Regions from separate parts of the Zea mays genome. Here region 1 is linked to region 2. The links are chromatin contacts, called in public Hi-C maps. All regions are on one chromosome and are shown on one strand. Each heading gives the region's core, a stretch centred on a gene start, on an enhancer-like site or on the middle of the called end of the contact. The rest is flanking DNA. Distances are from core to core; before and after follow the strand shown.

Region 1 (6,431 bases), core at 7-2,506, 320 kb after region 2:
AGGCTTAACACAATGTCGCATTAACCCTACCAATTGCAAATATGCAGTCAAAAACCAAAACTTATTTGGAGCACAACAGACACATTTAGTTCCAAGACAAGGAAAACTTAACATAAGCAAGGATAGCAGATATCACTGTCCTTCAAAGTTCGAACCTCCGTTTTAGTCATGCATCAGCACATAGCACAAGCAGACTAAAAAAACAGTGAATCACCGGCCAAATCCAGTAGCATTGAGACCAAGCAGCATCTTTCCGTTTTCCCCAGAAGGAATGTATGCCACATTCGGTGAGCGAGCCAGCTCTGCGGCAATCTCCTTGGCCGCCTCGATCCTCCTGAGCTCGATCAGCCCTGTCCCAGCCATCGCCGTGGCCTCAGAGATGAGGCGCGCGGACTCGCTCTCTCCCTCAGCGCGCACGATGGCCGCCCGCCTCTCCTGCTCCGCCTTGGCGACGAGGAACTTGGAGCGCTCGGCCTCCTGCTGCGCGACCTGCTTCTTCTCAACGGCCAGCGAGAACTCGATACCATAGGAGAGGTGGGTGATGGCGACGTCGTCGAGGATGATGTTGAACTCGCGGGCGCGGCGGATGAGAGCGTCGCGGACGAGGGCGGAGACGTGGGGGCGGTCGGTGAGGAGCTGGTCGGCATTGAACTGGGCGACGACGGCCTTGAGCACCTCGTTGCCGATGGAGGGGAGCACTTTGTCGTCGTACTCGAGTCCGAGGGAGGTGAAGATGGTGGGGAGGTGCTGGACGTCGGGGCGGGAGAGGAGACGGAGCGTGAGGTTGACCATCTGCAGGTCCTTGGTCCCCGAGTTGGAGGAGAAGTTGTGCGGGCGCGTGCGGATGTCGAAGATGAAGGGCTTCTGCAGCCAGGGCACGAGGAAATGGGTGCCCTCGCCGACGGTCTCCGGGAGCACCCCGCGGAAACGGTCGAAGATGACGGCGCGCTCGCCGCCGTCGACGGTGTAGAGCGACGCGGAGGCGAGCGAGGCCGCGGCTCCGAGCCCCGCAGCCACCTTCGCGATGTTGGTCAGGAACGACACCGCCGCGGGACCGCCGGCCATGGTTGTTTCGGTGGGATCCGGGAGCGCGGCGGCGCGGGGACGAAAACCCTAGCGAGGGAGGGGATCGGGTCTGGCTGGCGGCGTCGCTGTGCGGATCTGAGAGTGGCGGGTTTTTGCAGGGGTTTTATTGCGCTTGCGCGTTAGGTCCGCCCATTTCTTGCGAGATAAGAAGGTCGGAAGCGGCGGGTCTGTGTCATGGCACGTGGGCCCGTAGACAGTTTTTGTGGATTGGGACTTGGGAGAGAAGAAAGAAAACTTGTCTGAGTTTTGCGTTGAAATTGGACTTGACTCTGGGAGAATGGGCCGCTTCGTGGCCACAAAGTCCGTGCCCGTTCCTCAAAATGGGCCTAAAGAGACTGACCCAAGAACGTTGGTTCTTATGTCCGTGGGCTAGTCGCCTTGTGCGCGGCCGTGGGTTCGAACTATGGGCTACATGGCTGCCAGTCTGCCACTGCGCTGTTGCGCAGGAGAAGTAGCCTGACCGGCCGCCGCGGGCGAGCGAAGCGCACCTCACTAGCATAGGCGGCGGCGCGCTGTTAACGATTACGAAGGGGACACCCATCGATGCACGGCACGTGGTAGCACGCACTTGCCAAGTGCAGGTGCACCCCTCCCTCCGCCCGTTCCATTCGACCCGCCTTCTTTCTATACTAGGTGTATGCCCGTGCGTTGCTACGGAACCAATATGTACAAACATTAATTGTTATTCTTCTTTTGTTAGCATCATTCAAAATGTTGTATATTATATAAGTTGTAACAAGAAAATTTAATGACAAAATCTAATGTGGCTCATGTGTTGCTATAGTTTCTATATATCACACATGTTGACATTATTCAAATTTGATATATTTGTTTAAACATGTTCCACATCAGACCCTAATAAGCTAGAAATATCCAAACATCTGAACTTCGTTGGTATAATAAAGCATAGCAATGAGAATCTTGAGTTATACGTAACTACATCATACACATATGTGTTGTGCCAACACGACGACAAGGCACATACTATTACAAAGTGACCTGCTTTCAAATCTAATTGAAACTAATTGAAGAGGATGCACATTTCTTTCTTCTTTCTTCCAACCCGATCGACATCTACACTCACCGGTTTCTTCAGTTTGTCAGACAAGCAGTGGGGCTTCCATTGCAATGGCTGTCGGAGTGGTGACCTATAGCCTCAGAATGGATGTGACCACCAGGGAGAGGGCGGTGAAGTATGAGGAGATCAGGCCCATCTCGTACCTGCTCACCGTGTCCCCTCATCTCGCTACATCTCATTCGTGTTTGCAGCGGAAGAAGGATGTGTTGCGCCCGCCCGATCAGTTGTCAGCCTTCCAGTAGAAAAAACACAAAATTTCGAGGATTTTTGTCAAAGTCACTTAGCTCCGTACAATTCCAAGACAAATAGGATGATTACGCAAGAGATCTTGTCCAGGAAGCTAAGGAAGCCATAGACAAAGGCACAGTCGTTGAGGTCCTCCGCTACCAGCGTGCTCTCCAGCCCAACCGTCACGACCTGCTCATGCAATGTGAGATTGTGAGCACACAAAACTGGCAGGATTGGACATGTAGTGTGGCGTGCTAGCTAGGCACCTGCATTTTATACTATGACAAGCATATCAATGAAGTGAACTAATAATTCACAAAAGAAATTTATTTCTAATAAAAAAGCTTTCCAAAACCCAACTATTTACCTTCTAGGTTCAAGTCTGGATTCTCAAAGTCTGAACCATATATTAATCCTAACGGTACAACTATTTCTAAGCATGGAATCCACCGTTGGCAGATCGTTTGTTGATCCTAACAAGCAAATTATCAGGAAGTTTGTTATGTTCTGAGCAATACAAAAATCAGCTAAAACAATACTTCTAAACACTCCGGCTTTAGATTGGTATGATTTCACTTCCACACAAGAACCGCTAACATCAGTGCAAGATGTATTTGCTCACTTGAGAAACGGAAATGAAAACAAAGCACACTGGATTGCAATGTAAACGCCCAACAGGTAGCAGAAGATAAACTAAGATGAGTTAGACACAAACCTTCAATAATTTGAAGCTGTGTCTCAAGTTGTTCAGTAGTAACATGTCACAAGGCCATCTATACCATACAAAATACAATTTATGAAAAGTAAAATTATTTCCACAGTTCACGTACCTTGAGTCGACTCTTAGTGCCAATGGAGTTGTCCTCATCAACACCAAGGGCATCCTATCGGATAGCAAGAGCAGCTTTTGCAGATAGAGACCGAGATTTTTTCCATTATGCTTTTGAGAAGCCTTCCCAATTGAGGATGCATGGTAGATGAGCCCATACTTGGGTGTAGAATGCTTTTCTTTAGAGCTCTGAATAAATCCTGTAGAGAAACATAACCTTTAGTTCTTAGTGGAGAAAGCAAATTATAGCAGACAACATCGGCAAATAAAGTTGACGCACGCCATCAAGTAAAACCACTACAACATTATTAGTAAACAACCAATTAAAAGAAATAAGTAACAAATATGAAATCCACATGATTTACAAGATGTTAGACTGTTTTAGCAGACAACATAAGCAAATAAGTAACGTTTACTTATGTCATACTAAGCATTGATGCACATAAGGTTCAGATACACACCAAAAAAAGAGCTAAAAATTACAAGATTCCAGAATTATTCATAAGCAATAACAAACCTTCTCTACACCAAGTATTTAAATTATGCTACCAGGTTGCTTGGCCAAGTTTACCAAACTTCCACCATGCACAATATGGCACCAACTGATTCACCCACCAGTGCTGTTAGAATTGGGGTGATAGTGTTCATCTTGCTTCTTAAATAGTCATATAGTAGGGCCAACACATGATCATATAGCTCTCTGATATTTAACAAGTCATGTTCAATAACTTCTGTTCCCATGGATATTACTGCAATCACCTTTAGATATGTTTCTAGCTCTTCATCAGACAATATCTAAAAAAAATATAGTTTCTCACTAAACAGTTCCCATAGTAGTCAAGGAGATCATACATAGATGTCAACAATTACATCTGAGAAGTCAAGGTTGATTGCATTAGCTCTGTTGCCCATCACCTTCACAGCTTTGGCATACTAAATATTATCTAAAACTATTTTGATGAGCTTTGGAAAGTGCCAGCTATACCATTAGCGAACTCTAATGGCATAAGTGATGAGCTCCTTGTCAAGATCATCCAATAAGACAATGCCGTGAATAATCACGATATCAACCTGGAGAACAGAAGTAATAAAAAACACCTAAACATGTCAAAATGGATTCTTTAATAATAAAGACCAAGAAGAATCTTCAATAATCAAAACTCATAAGATGTTACACATTATCAGTCTGCAACAGTGAAACTAACTACAAAACTCAATTTTAACTTCAATTAGGAGTAATGAGTTCTCAGCTATAATGGATCAGCCTATAGCAGTAGTCTATAAATTCATTGATTCACACAAATTAGGCTAAAATAAATTACATTAGAATCAAGGTATGCCAATTCAAGAGTAGTATGGGTAAAGCACTGGTGACGCAAAGATCATAATAAATAAACTGAAACCAGGCAGTCAAGTACGATACAAGCAGTCAAAACTTCAAGTGATTCACAAAATTATCTTCACAAATTGATAGAGTTCTCTTTCATGTCCGTGGAACCAGGGCAGACGGCAGACCCAACTAAGCTCTGCCCTATATGGGTGTATTAGTAAATAGAAAACTCTAAAATCAGTAGTAAATAGACCAATGTATTTGTCAGGAACCAAAGAAATATTGACAATTTTAGAAAGTTAACAAAATGTTTTAACAAGTATTATTTGCAAGGATACATCATTCCGCTGTTGACACCACACTTCACAGGATTGTAAGCAAAAAAGCTAATAAAAAGTAAACTAAAAATAATGTGTCTTAGTATGAAGCAGTTGGGCCAGAGAGGAGATGTCTCACAAGGTTCATTTGCAATTGATCTGGAGCTATTGCAAACATGTATCCACACTCTATAAGTATATAACCTGGTACTCGAAAACAGTACATGCTTAGTAAACATAATTTATATGTAGATACATAGACACAATATATTTAGAAAGCAACATGAATAAAAGTTGGTTTAGTACCTGCAGAAAGGCGAAGCAAAGGCCCACACACATCACACATCAGGTTCGGGGGAGGGGGGAGGAAAGAAAATAGAAATATTACACAGTCCAAGTAAAAGTCAGGCTTTGCATCACCCCAGAAAGGTTCCATCTTCCTTTAACCTATCTTAACTTCCTAAAGACAGCAGGGGGAGGCAGCGCCACTCACCGTTCATGAAGCACTCGTCGTCGGAGGAAATGTAGGCCTGCTTGATGATCAGCTTCAGGTCGGTCATCACCTAAACCACCTCCAGCAAGGTCTCGTACTTGTTGGCGCTTTCCACCTGCAGCCAGAAATTGAGCAACCTCACAATACCACGAAAAAATGGATTATTCCCATGTCGCTAAGTATGAGTCGAACGATAGAAAGCCAGAGGCGAGAAAAGTTTGCTGGTATAACCAAAGAGTAACATAGCACGATGGTCCCATGTGGCAATCCGATGCAATCGCAGAAGCTCGTCTCTGCCGACTACCACAGTGCACGACCATCTGTTGTAGGCTTATATCGTCGAATCAAATGGGAAAGGGGGCGAATCAGGCACAATTACCTTGCTGAAGCGCTTGAGGTGCAGCCACCGTAAATCTTCTGAAAGCCACCCACACCAATGTCTTGCCTCTGGTAGATCTTCCTTGCAATGGACGCTACAGGAGAAGAAAATTAAAAACTGATAGAAGTGCATAATCTGGACATTGAAGTGTGTGCTAGTAAATGATTTTGTCAAATAGACAAGATCCTTTGGCCCTGATGTAGTACCATCAGGATCATAAGGAGGGAGCTCCTTGATTCTCATTCTTCACAATATTAAGTCACTTAGGGAGCTCCATCTAACCGAAGAGATCACTTATAAGAAATTACACATACCAACGTAGCCAATGCAAGAAATGTTTAACTACAATTTTCAAAAAATGTTTTAACTAAAATTAATATGCTCCATCTCTTTCACATAAATGGTGGCATACTTGATGTGCATTGGAACACCTGGAACACACATGGTATGTAGCTACAAACACTGTGAGTTATGACCTGAGGTGATGAACTTGAGAAACCAAATTTAAGTAAGAAACAGACAACAACACATCTAATAACTAAGGCCTGACGTCATGAATCTTGAAATAACAACAAGAGATGAATGGCACTTCTAGAACAACCAAGAAGCCGGACAGGATTCCGATGATGAACATTGCTGATCAACCACACTTCACTTTCAAAGTCAACTTTGGCCCGGCTAGCTTCCATTA
Region 2 (6,137 bases), core at 719-3,218:
TATAATTAAATGTTTATGAAACCTATTGAATTTTATTATTGAATATCACTAGAAATATACGGTTGATATATTTATTTTTTAATATTTTAAATGATATATATCATTTTTCTAATATATTATTAAACTTAAAATCATTTTTAATTAGTAATTAGTGATAAAGTTAAGTTTGAAATGGTTTCATGAAACATATTTTTTCATGGATACGGATAGTATAGTATGTTTTATGGTTTTTTCGAATACGAATATGGAATCAGATAGAGAAAAGTACTATAAATCGAATTTGAATACATCTATATTGAAATCGAATATGAATATGGATATCCATATTAGCAGTTTTAGCGAATACGAATACAGATAATTCGGATCTCTATACATCCATTTTCAGCCCTACAAATATGTGAACCAAACAGCACCGCATCATAGTATTTCTTGTATCACTTAACATTAGAACTCCATATTATTTAGAATAGCATGAACTCCAGATATTCGTGGCATTACCTTTTTCGGTCCAACTACATATCAATTCGATTGAACTTTTGCAAACACTTATCATAGCTTAACATGCAGTAAACCTCTTGACCAAAATCAAACTTCAGAGGCCGACGAGCACTTATGGAGAGGATAGATAAACGCGTTCTCTGAGCGACGTCTTATCAAGAGTTCAAAAGGCGCCGAAAAAAAAACAGGAACTACGAAGAACTCCATTATTATAAAATAAAGAAAAAGAATATAAACAATCTAGTGCCTGGAATAGTAAATCCAGGGATTATACGCAATGAAAAAAATACAGAACTATTTAAATCTCTATTATTGGCTTTCGTCGTCAATCGCTGTAAAGCTTGCTGGCTCAGCTTCTTGGCCCGCCGCCGGCGCTCCCGGCGTCTTCCATCAGCCGCACCCGCACGTTACGCTCCAGCGCGTCCACACGCTCGACCAGCGTGCCGATCAGCGCGCACTGCTGCGCGCTCTGCTCGCACAACGCCGCCACCATCTGCATCAGCTTCCTCGCGTCCACGCCGTCGGAGGCGGCGCCGGCAGCTGCAGCCGTCGTTGTCTCCAACGGGCACGCTGGTTCCTTGCGCGGTGGCTCCTGGTCGTCGGACGTGGTTGCCACGGGTGAGGTGTGTTCGTGTTCCTCAGCCAACATCTCCAACTCGCCCTCTGCCTCCGAACCCTCTGGCTCGTCCACCGCTTCCTTTTCCTGTACAGCGTCTGGCAGCTTCGGCGCTACGACCGCGCTCTCCTCCGCCACCTCGACGGCCGCCGCCTCGGGTGTCTCCTCCGCCACAGACACGGTTGCCGGCGCCGGCTTGGTCTCGAGCGCGTCGACGGCGTCCTGCAGCGCGAGGACCCGCTTGGTGACCCGCCTCCGGTAATCCCGCGCGCCGCGCACCGTGTCGAGACGCAGCAGCATCCTCATCAGCGCCTCCCAGACGGCGACGCGCGCGCTGGGTTCCGCCAGCGGGGACTCCTCCTCGCACGCAATCTTCGCCCGGACTTGCTCCGCCTCCCGCTCCACCTGGCGCACCGCCCGCACCGACTTCCTTGCCAGGAGCCCGCGCGCCGCCGCCTGCATCCTCGCCGCGGCCTTCTCCGCCGACATCGCCGGCGGCGCCATCGGTCTCGCGCGAGACCCCGCCGCCTTTCGCTCCCTCTCCGGCTCGGAATCCGAGTCGGACCCGTGGACTGGGATCGAGAACGACGTGTGCGTCTCCCTTTCCCTGGGCGCGCGTCTCGCTTCCGCGGCCGCCGACTCGGCGCCCGCGCCCGCAAAGATGCCCCTGGCTCTGCGGCTGCGGGTGGGCACGGACTGGGGCTGATAGTATGGCTCGTAGAGGTAGTGCGGGGCTGTGGTGTACTCGTACTCGTAGGGGTCGTAGACGAAGAACCGGCGGGACGCCATTGCCGTGGCTGCCTCAAGCTTTCTTCCTTCGGAATTTTCTTCGGCGTCTGCGTTTGGAGATGCGTTGTGATGGGAAGGGGTGCCGTCGTGCCGTATTTATATACGGGGTTGAGGCGGAGGCAGAGGCGTGGATCGAGGCGCATACGTCTCGGAAGTCGGAACAGAACGGAGCCGCAGCCCGCAGGTGTTCGCGAAACCTTCCGGAACTGGTCGCGTGGGTCGTCACGTGTGACGATGGACGAGAACGAGATGGCGTCAACTAGATTTCTCTTGGGCCGCGATTAGGCGAGCAGTTTGGACTCCGGGACTTGAGACGTTCGATTGAATGTTCTAGACTTTCAATGTGGGCTCTTGGAATCTTTTTGAGACGTTATTTGTGTGTTGTAGATACGCTGTTCAACGACTTCATAATAGATGGCCATACCATCTTATTTTCAGATCTGTAGTCGCTTTTCTTGGAATTCCAAATCACTGGAATCTAAACAGAACTTCCTATAATGTCTGTTACGTACGGCATTCGAATTTTTTTCATTAAAAAAACTGGTATTACTGATCTAAACGAAACAAAAATACCAGATGTAGCAAACTTTACGACTTTGTGTATTCCTTTTGCGGTTATTTTATTTCTAAAGTTTACGCCGACTCTAACGGCCAAAATCCAAGACAAAGTGTACACCTGATATCTTCACAATTATTATAGGTTAAATCTTATTATATTGTCTATAACACATAGTAGTTATACATGTATAGAAAAGTCCGTATTAGGGCTAGAAATCAGCCTCGCTAGGCTTGTTGTGGCTCGTTAGGTGGTCGAGCTCGGCTCGGCTCGCCTACTCAACTGCAAAAGGAGGCTCAACTGTCTCGGCTCGTGAGTTGCACGTTGAAAAATAATATTACATTATATAGTAAATTAATAGTCTATAAATATGAAATAAATAATTGTAATGCGGCATTAAAGTAATCTAAATTATAATTGTCATATATCCATCATTAAAGACTAAGAAACAGGTCGGATATCTATAAAATTATTCAATATCCATCATTATTGTATAGGTTGATTAATTTTGTCCAGCTCGCGAGTCGGCTCGGCTCATTGCCCCAACAAGCTTGAAAACCTGGCTCGGCTCACTCGAGGCTCGTGAGCCGCTCCGAGCTCGAGCTGACTCGTGAGCTTCGAGCTTTTTTCTAGCCCTACCCACTATCTTGGCCCGACACTAGCTCGACCTAGCCTGCTTCATCCGGGGCCATGTAGAGAAGTCAGCCCATTGGGCTAGCCCGACCTAGCCCGCTTTTAACGTCCGACCCGCTAAGACCCACCACCTGGTTGCCATATATAAAATATCTCCCAACAACTCAATTAAGCTTAGTTTGTGGCCATAGTTCTTTGTTTGTGTGTTTTCTGGGGTTTTCTCTATTGAGAATGTTCAATTCAATCTAGTTTTCTTTATGTTTTGAGGGTTTCTTGGCTGACGAGTCGGGTCGTGCCCTAACCGGGCCTTGCTTCACCGGGCGGGGCGACCTGTTTGTACATCTACACCTATAAAGGATATGACTAGATCTGCTTTTTATCATGTATTGAGATCAGTTTGCTTTCTGCATGGAATTCAATTATCTTTGGGGTGGGAAATATGTGATGTTCGGACCTCTTTGTCCAAAACATAGGAAATGGAAATGAGAGCACCTAGAGGGGGGGGTGAATAGGTGATCCTGTGAAACTTGAAAACTTACGCCACAAAAACTTGGTTAATCGTTAGTACAATAATTGCCAAGTGGCTAGAGAGGAGTCAAAACACAATAACCACAAGAAATCAATCACAGAGATGGCACGGTGGTTATCCCGTGGTTCGGCCAAGTACAAAACTTGCCTACTCCACGTTGTGGCGTCCCAATGGACGAGAGTTGCACTCAACTCCTCTCAAGTGATCCAATGATCAACTTGAATACCACGGTGTTCTTCTTTACTTTAATCTTTTCCCGTTTGCGAGGAATCTCCACAACTTGGAGTCTCTCGCCCTTACAATTGGATTTCACAAAGAAGCACGGAGTAAGGGAGGGAAGCAACACACACAAATCCACAGCAAAATACGCACACACACGGCCAAGAATCGAGCTCAAAAGACTATCTCAAAGTTCTCACTAGAACGGAGCTCGAATCACTGAGAATGACAAACGAATGCGCAAAGACTGAGTGTGGATGATCAAGAATGCTCTAAGGTTGCTTGGGTATCTCCTCCATGCGCCTAGGGGTCCCTTTTATAGCCCCAAGGCAGCTAGGAGCCGTTGAGAGCAAATCTGGAAGGCCATTCTTGCCTTCTGTCGTCGGGTGCACCGGACAGTCCGGTGCACACCGGACACTGTCCGGTGCCCGATTTCTTTCCTTAAACAGCGCAGCCGACCGTTGCAGATCTGGGAGCCGTTGGCGCACCGGACATGTCCGGTGCACACCGGACAGTCCGGTGCCCCCTTCCGACCGTTGGCCCGGCCACGTGTCGCGCGCAGATTCCGCTGCCGACCGTTGGCTTGGCCGACCGTTGGCTCACCGGACAGTCCGGTGAATTTTAGCCGTACGCCGTCGGCGAATTCCCGAGAGCGGCCTCTTCACGCCGAGTCAGCCTGGCGCACCGGACACTGTCCGGTGCACCACCGGACAGTCCGGTGTGCCAGACTGAGCTGAGTCTTGGCTGTACACAGCCAAGTCTTTTCCACCTCTTTTCTTTTCTTCTTCTTTCTGTTTCTAACACTTAGACAAGTATATTAGTATACAAAACCAATGTACTAAGGCCTAGAAACATACCTTTACTCTTGATTTGCACTTTGTCCATCCATGAGCATAAATTCACATTTAAGCACTTGTGTTGGCACTCAATCACCAAAATACTTAGAAATGGCCCAAGGGCACATTTCCCTTTCAATCTCCCCCTTTTTGGTGATTTATGCCAACACAACATAAAGCAACTAGAACAAGTGCAATATCACTTCAAATAAAACTCAAATTTATTTTGATTCAATTTTGGCATATATGGATCATCCTTTGCCACCACTTGGTTTGTTTTTGCAAATCAAACTCAGATCTCTATCTCTAAGTCAAACACACATGTTGAAGCATAAAGAGAGTCATTTCAAAAGAGATTGATCAAAGATTTCAAAAACTCCCCCTTTTTCCCATAATCACTACTTCTCCCCACAAGAAGCCAACTTTTGACAAAAGAGACAATGAAAGAGTTTTGAACAAACCAAAAGCTCTATTCTACTATTTTCAAAATCTCTCAAGTGGTAGCTGATCCATTTATTGCTTTGGCCTTTATTTTCTCCCCCTTTGGCATCAAGCACCAAAACGGGATCAATCTTGGCCCTTTAACCCCATTGCCTCACCAAAATCTTCAATTAAGAGCAAATGGCAATAAAAGTTCATGAGATGGACTTGGAATAAGTTACCCTCTCATCGGAGTGCAGTGGAAGTCTTTCATGGTCCAAGTCCACCTTTTTCCTTTCAATTCTCCTTCGAGACTAGATCAAGCAAACTCAAGCATATGGTTAGTCTCAAAGGGTCAAGTTGTAACACATCTCCCCCTAAACATGCGCATCACTTTGCAACGGACTTGTGAGGTCCAGGGAGTGTTTGTACAACTTGAGCACCATAATAAGCAACAAAATGCAGAATGAACATGATCAAAGGCATAAACACATGTATGCTACAATTCAATCCAAGTTCCGCGAATCTAAGACATTTAGCTCACTACGCAGCCTGCAAAAGGTCTTCTCATCTAGAGGCTTGGTAAAGATATCGGCTAGCTGGTTCTCGGTGCTAACATGAAACACTTCGATATCTCCCTTTTGCTGGTGGTCTCTCAGAAAGTGATGCCGGATGTCTATGTGCTTTGTGCGGCTGTGCTCAACAGGATTTTCCGCCATGCGGATAGCACTCTCATTATCACATAGGAGTGGGACTTTGCTCAGATTGTAGCCAAAGTCCCTGAGGGTTTGCCTCATCCAAAGTAGTTGCGCGCAACACTGTCCTGCGGCAACATACTCGGCCTCAGCGGTGGATAGGGCAACGGAGGTTTGTTTCTTAGAATTCCATGACACCAGGGACCTTCCTAAGAATTGGCACGTCCCCGATGTACTCTTCCTATCGACCTTACATCCAGCATAATCGGAGTCTGAATATCCAATCAAGTCAAAGGTAGACCCCTTTGGATACCAGAGCCCGAAGCAAGGCGTAGCAACTAAATAT

The links. A called contact is a pair of places that touch in the nucleus more often than the background predicts.
Region 1: a Hi-C map of tassel shows a contact between it and region 2, with 2.4 times the contacts expected there. The contact joins the promoter of LOC541816 here to the promoter of LOC103642791 in region 2. A contact is called at or near these places in 2 of 25 Hi-C or Micro-C datasets (ear and tassel).

The regions. Positions count from the first base shown.
Region 1 is chr10:125,740,165-125,746,595 of Zm-B73-REFERENCE-NAM-5.0, forward strand. LOC541816 (prohibitin 2) reads right to left here and starts at 1,257. Exons shown (of 1, transcript NM_001111497.2): 1 at 1-1,257. The coding sequence starts at 1,065. The coding sequence ends at 211. LOC103641736 (a long non-coding RNA gene) reads right to left here and starts at 5,190. Exons shown (of 3, transcript XR_560475.2): 1 at 5,008-5,190; 2 at 4,207-4,292; 3 at 3,752-4,016.
Region 2 is chr10:125,422,668-125,428,804 of Zm-B73-REFERENCE-NAM-5.0, forward strand. LOC103642791 (Putative IQ calmodulin-binding and BAG domain containing family protein) reads right to left here and starts at 1,969. Exons shown (of 1, transcript XM_008665970.2): 1 at 506-1,969. The coding sequence starts at 1,903. The coding sequence ends at 848.